Linked DNA regions of Urocitellus parryii: region 2 is linked to region 1. The links are chromatin contacts, called in public Hi-C maps. All regions are on one chromosome and are shown on one strand. Each heading gives the region's core, a stretch centred on a gene start, on an enhancer-like site or on the middle of the called end of the contact. The rest is flanking DNA. Distances are from core to core; before and after follow the strand shown.

Region 1 (2,870 bases), core at 252-2,751:
ATGATGAACATTTAGTTCACTTATTTCTGTCCTTCCAATATATGTATATATATTTTTAGTTCCTCTCTTGGTAATTACTATTAATTGAGTACCATGCTAATAACCCTATTTCTTATTCCATCAACTACAGACATTCCCTTCTGACTCTGCTCCCCAGTATTTCTTCACTCTTACCAATCCTTATTTTTCCTTCTTTCTATAAACACTGCCTTTGCTAAACCCCTTGCTGGAAGATCTTTTGCCCACCACCAAAGTTCTTCCCATCCTTGTTAGTTCATTTTTCCACATTCATTCCATTCTTCCAGGACCCAATCCAAGTTTCTATAAAGAGGGAAAACCTCAGCATCTATCAGTACATAGTGATAACTCCTTCCTTGAGTTTCTGGGCATTTACTAGTTTTTCTGTTACTTATGTTGTGCTATTTTTTCTTTGCACTTGTAGTTAACTCTTAATGTGTGTGAGGAATGTTTTCCCAACTAGACTGTGAAATTCCTGCCGTGGCATTTCATAATCTACGTGTTACACAGTGCGGTGACTTGCATATATTGGAAAGTCTGTTTATTAATTAATGGTTAAAATAAAAGCCTCTTATTAAAACTCCCCAAAAGCGGAGATTCAACTATGGTCTTAGTGACCCAGTCTGGAAGATCAGATTACTTCAGAAAAGTCGCACAGGCCTGGATACAAACAAAATATCCAAAGAAGGCGCATGTCAAAGTGAACATACAAAAACTTCATTATGGAAGACACCTGATTAGAACTCTTCATCTGAAGACAAATGTCCAATTCACAGGGTGTGTTTAAGCAGCCCACTAAAAGAAAAAACACAGGCATCCCTTTCTAAGACACCCTACTGGCTCCCTGGTCTTCACTTCAGGAAGAAAGGAGCCCTAGGTGAGCTCTAAGCAGCTGGGGTTCCCCAGCCGAGTTCAGGGCAGCTGAGGGAGGATCGCCGGAGGCTGGGCCAGCAGGACCGGCAGGGCGGAGGCTTGCCAGGCCGACTCCTTCCAGGGCAGGGCAGAACCCAGAGGTTCTGAGCAGAACCTGCGAGAGGGCAGGTGAAGTCGCCAGAGTGTGGGCTTCCCAAACACGGGCAATGCGGGAAGGAGAGGGGCGTCCACCGCAGGATGGGCAGACTGCGCGCTGCCACCTGGCCCAGCAGCAGGTAGGTCGCGCCCGCCAGCCTCCCGGTGTCACGCGGGACGGGGTGAGAAAGGTCGCCCGGGCTTTTCCCAGCGCCGCGGCGGTTGCGGGGCGGTAACCTACCCGGGTGCCATTTCAGGGCCAGCTTCCGATAGGCCTTCTTGAGCTCCTCCTCACTGGCGTCGCGCCGCACCCCCAGCGCCTCGTAGTGACACTTCATGGCCGGGCCCGGCAAGGGGTTGTGGCCGGGGCCCGGGACGGGGCCGGGGCCGGGACCCGGGCCCGGACCCGAGCGGCGGCGGCGGCGCTGGTTGTCCTCTCCTCCGGCGGGAGCCCGGCGCCCGCACCCGGCCAGCCAGCGAGCGTGGCGGCGGCGGCGGCAGCGGCGCGGGGCAGCGGAGGCACGCGGCGGCGGTAGGCGACGCGGGCTGCGGCACGCGGGCGCGCAGAGGGGGCGGCGCCGGCGGCCGCGGCTCCGCATGGGCGGGGGCTGGGCTCTATTCCGGGAAGAGCCGCGGGGAGGGAGGCGGGGCTTCGCAGGGGCTCTGAAGGAGTGGGAGGCGGGGCCTCCGGGCAGTGGGCGGGGCCACGGCGGGTGTCATTGTGAGCGGCACAAACCGCAGTCGGTGAGTGACACTGGCTGGACAACAGCCCGCTTGAGGGCTGAGGCGGGAGGGAGACAAGGTTGGTATGGGAAGGATTCTCGAAAATATCATGGGGTTCAGATTATTTCTCAACTAAGTCCCCTTTGTAATAGATGAGGCAAATGGGGCTCCAAGTAGTCAAGAGGTTGGCTCAAGTCTCCTTCTCTATGTAATGGCAGGATTCATTGGACTACATTCACTTCTTGGCAGCTGCCACTTGGTAAAACCTATGCTACCACTCACTTTGACCAATATACATGAGAAATGACATTAAAGAAGATTGTATAAATCAGCTTATCAAACAATTTAAGAAGAAAACATCAACACATTTAAAATAACCAATACACATGGAATTGTGCTGATCTATCCATCCATTACTTTAATCCTGTCTGGCTTCATCCTACTTGCCAGATTGGTTTAGATTAAGAAAGCAATTATGGGATGATTTTTAATTAACAAGGTTTGGGTTATCTGACTAGCTAACTGCTCTGCATTGATGGAAGATCTATAAAAAAAAAAATTCCAATTTAATAAGGTTTGAAGAAACATGGGACCTTTCCCCTCCTGTGAATGGATTTGGTGGAGAGGTTCTTTTTATTCCCACTATATCTGCCTTCATGTACAAAATCTGGAAGTCACTTGCTTTTTTTTTCCCTTCTGAGAGGAGACCTATTTTTGCCTATAACAATGTTTAGAAATTTTAAAGACAATGACCCTGAATATAAATTTCAGTCTTAAGAAAATAATAGATTAACTTCTAAATGAACATGGATTTGGGAGATGATCCATTCCAGAGTTCACTCAGATAAGGTATCCATAAAAATCATTGTGAAAATTCAGGGCATAAAAACATTTCCATATGGAAATTGATCATTTACAAATATGAGGTTGGAGATTCTACCTGAACTCCACAATGCATCTCTCAAAAAGGTGTCTTCAAACTGGCAAATTGTTAGTTTGTTTTAAGATCAACCTTTTTCTGAGATGTGGGTATTTAACAATCCTGAATAGTTTGTCTCATTTTTTTAATCCAAGGCTATCCATAATTGCCTAAATAAACCAATGGCCACCTTGTTTTTTGC
Region 2 (2,730 bases), core at 12-2,511, 240 kb after region 1:
CAGAAGAAAGGAAAAAACAAAAAGTTATGTACCACACTCCAAGGGAATTGCCCTTAACTCCAAATCTCAGTTTCTTCACTTTTAAAGAATGGGAGCTGCTGGCGGTGGCGCATGCCTTTAATCCCAGAGGCTCCTGAGGCTGAGGAAGGAGGATCAAAAGTTCAAAGCCAGCTTCAGCAACTTAGCGAGACCCTAAGCAACTTAGCAAGACCCTGTCTCAAAATAAAATATAAAAAAGAGCTAAAGACATTGCTCAGTGGTTAAGTGCCCCTGGGTTCTATCCCCTGTGCAAACAAACAAACATGGGGGCTGGTGTGCAGGAAGCTTGGGGTATAGCTCAGAGTATGTGCTTAGCATGCCTCAGGAACTGTGTTGATACCTAGCAACAAAAAATAGCAAAGAGGAATGGTAGGTGTACCTATCTCTAAGATGCATTTAGAAACAGCAGTCTGGAAACAGAATTTCATTGTCAGAGTACAGTACCAGTGGGCGGGGACATATCATATATATCATATCATATTCATTCTTCCATTGAATTTCCAAAGGCTCTGCATCCATTCTTCTTACTCAATTTCATAGATAAGAGTAAAAAAAATTCAACTGGTTTTAACCACCATCACTACTCTCAAAAAGTCATAAAAGGAATATGTGTTGTAGCTCTGTAGTAGAGTGCTAGAATGTCCAAGGCCCTGGATTTGATCCCCAGCTTGGGGTAGGAAGGGCTATAAAACAAATTTAAGGAATGTACTTAAAATGGAAAATGCTACAATAAATTCATTAATGAAGCATTTCAGTGAATACAGATTAAAGTCGTGTGACAGCCCATGCTCTCTTACATCTCTTAAGCAAACACTGGTTAAAACATTAACAACTGGATACATTTCTTCCGATAAAACCAATTGTCTTATAATACCAAGGAAGAAAACATCTTACCTGTTAGTTATCATTTTAAAAATATTATCGAATTATATTCATCAGTAATAAAACTCACAGCCACGCGAGTGAACAGGGCTGAGCAAGCCGCAGATAGAGCTATCAAAATCCAGCCTCCCTGTGATTCAGTCTTTTTTCTCCAACTCAGTCAAACCAGGGAGGTGTGAGACTTGGCGCTAAAGAGCTTCTGCTAAGTCCTACTGAAAGACAAAACCAGCTCCTCTCTTTGCCTGGTCTTTTAGGCCTTAAGGTCACATTCCCCAGAGAGCAAGCTATTTTTTTCCTCCCCATCCCAGGCAGCTCGGTACTCTACTCTCTGGGAAGGGAATCCCAGGCAAATCACCTGTGAGTCTACTGCGAAGGGAAGCCGCAGGTCCGAGCTGAGCGGCCTGGAATCCGCAGATTTGCCCCCATCAGCACTGCAAACAAAGTTGCGCCGAGCTGAGCTCCTTGGAAAAGAAAGGGAAGCCTGAACACACAGCCCCTGCCCAGGCCTTCTCGTCGCACTGGGCTCCATTTATCTTCATCTCCCGTCTGTTGCCTCTTCAGGTTTTGAGGCCCCCTTTCTCCAGAAGGGGATATGAAGCCCAAAGGGGGTTAAGAAACGAACGCTGCAAACTGCAAAATCTAAACCGTGGACACAAGCTGCCCCAGCCGGCAGCGAAAGGAAGATGAGTCAAAGATGCCGCCCTCCCGGGTCGGGGTCGCGGGAGATGGCGGGAGCCCCTCTGGCGGCTCCACATCCTCCTCTTTCCCAAAGTCCCAGCTACCGCGAGTCTGCCTCACTCCAGCATCCCTCCTCCCCGCCTCCTCGGATCCGCGGCGAGTATAGGGACAAGGGGGCCGTGGGCAGGGGGCTGTGGCAGGCTCGAAGTGGTCTCTTCTGCGCCCTTCGGCCAGCTGAGCGGCTCTCGGGCGTCAGAAAAAGAACAATAGCGGTCCCTGGGTCTCGCGGAGCCGCGGAGTCCCCAGCTCACACCTCCTGCCCAGCTCCTCCAAGTTCGGCAGGGAGGCGGGTCGAGCCCCGAAGCAGGGACCTGGGGGAGCGGGACGCCGGGAAGGGCGACGCAGGTGGGCAGGGTGCTGAGCCAGGGCGCGCCCGGGTCTGGTCATTCATTCCCACCGGCTCCCTCCGCAGAACCCGAGCTCGGCCCTGCCCCAGCCCGCCGGCGAGTCGCGGGGCGGAGCGGGGCGGGAGGAGGAGGACCCCCTTTTCCTAACTTGGCCGGTCCTCCCTCTCTCTCTCTCCCCAGATCCCCGCCACCCTCCTCTTCCCCGGGTCCCATCTGTCCTCCGCGGACAGTCGGCGGCGGGCGCGGACCGGGCGCTGCTGGCGGGACCCTGGCTGCCGCCCGCTAAGCCGCTAAGCCCCGGGCCGTCCGCCGCGCCTCGCCGCCTCCCTGGCCCCAGCTCCAGACACAAAGGAGGGGACCCCGCGGGCCGGGACCCCGCGCCGGGAGCCTCGCAACTCTCGGCGACGCGCACTCACCCCATCGAGGCGGCGGCTCCCGGGCCCTGCTGGCTGCGCCACCCCGCCCGCGGCTTCCCCAGGAAAACGCGGCCGCCGCGCTCGCTTCCTGTCGGCTTCCTGCGCCTCCGTCCCTCCTCCTTCCCGCTGCGGGGGTCAGTGGGCGCCGCGGCTCCCTGGCTGGGCCGGCGGGGCGGGGGCAGCGGCAGCACTACCACGTGGCCGCCGGGCGCCGGCCCCCGCCGACCTGGATCCAGGGGGAGCGGGAAGGGAGGTGCTAGCCATTCCCCTCCCCTTCAGCCCAGCGCGGCCCCAAATTCCGTGAGTCA

Evidence for each region. Hi-C and Micro-C count contacts between places; a contact is called where the count stands out from the background.
Region 2: a Hi-C map of muscle shows a contact between it and region 1, with 4 times the contacts expected there. The contact joins the promoter of LOC144255457 here to the promoter of Dnajc21 in region 1. A contact is called at or near these places in 2 of 2 Hi-C or Micro-C datasets (liver and muscle).

Annotation. Positions count from the first base shown.
Region 1 is chr1:21,669,502-21,672,371 of mUroPar1.hap1, forward strand. It overlaps Dnajc21 (DnaJ heat shock protein family (Hsp40) member C21), which reads right to left and starts at 1,502. Exons shown (of 12, transcript XM_026390131.2): 1 at 1,268-1,502. The coding sequence starts at 1,364.
Region 2 is chr1:21,906,744-21,909,473 of mUroPar1.hap1, forward strand. LOC144255457 reads left to right here and starts at 1,262. Exons shown (of 2, transcript XM_077800160.1): 1 at 1,262-2,004. The coding sequence starts at 1,605. It overlaps Rai14 (retinoic acid induced 14), which reads right to left. Exons shown (of 17, transcript XM_026390127.2): 1 at 2,423-2,730.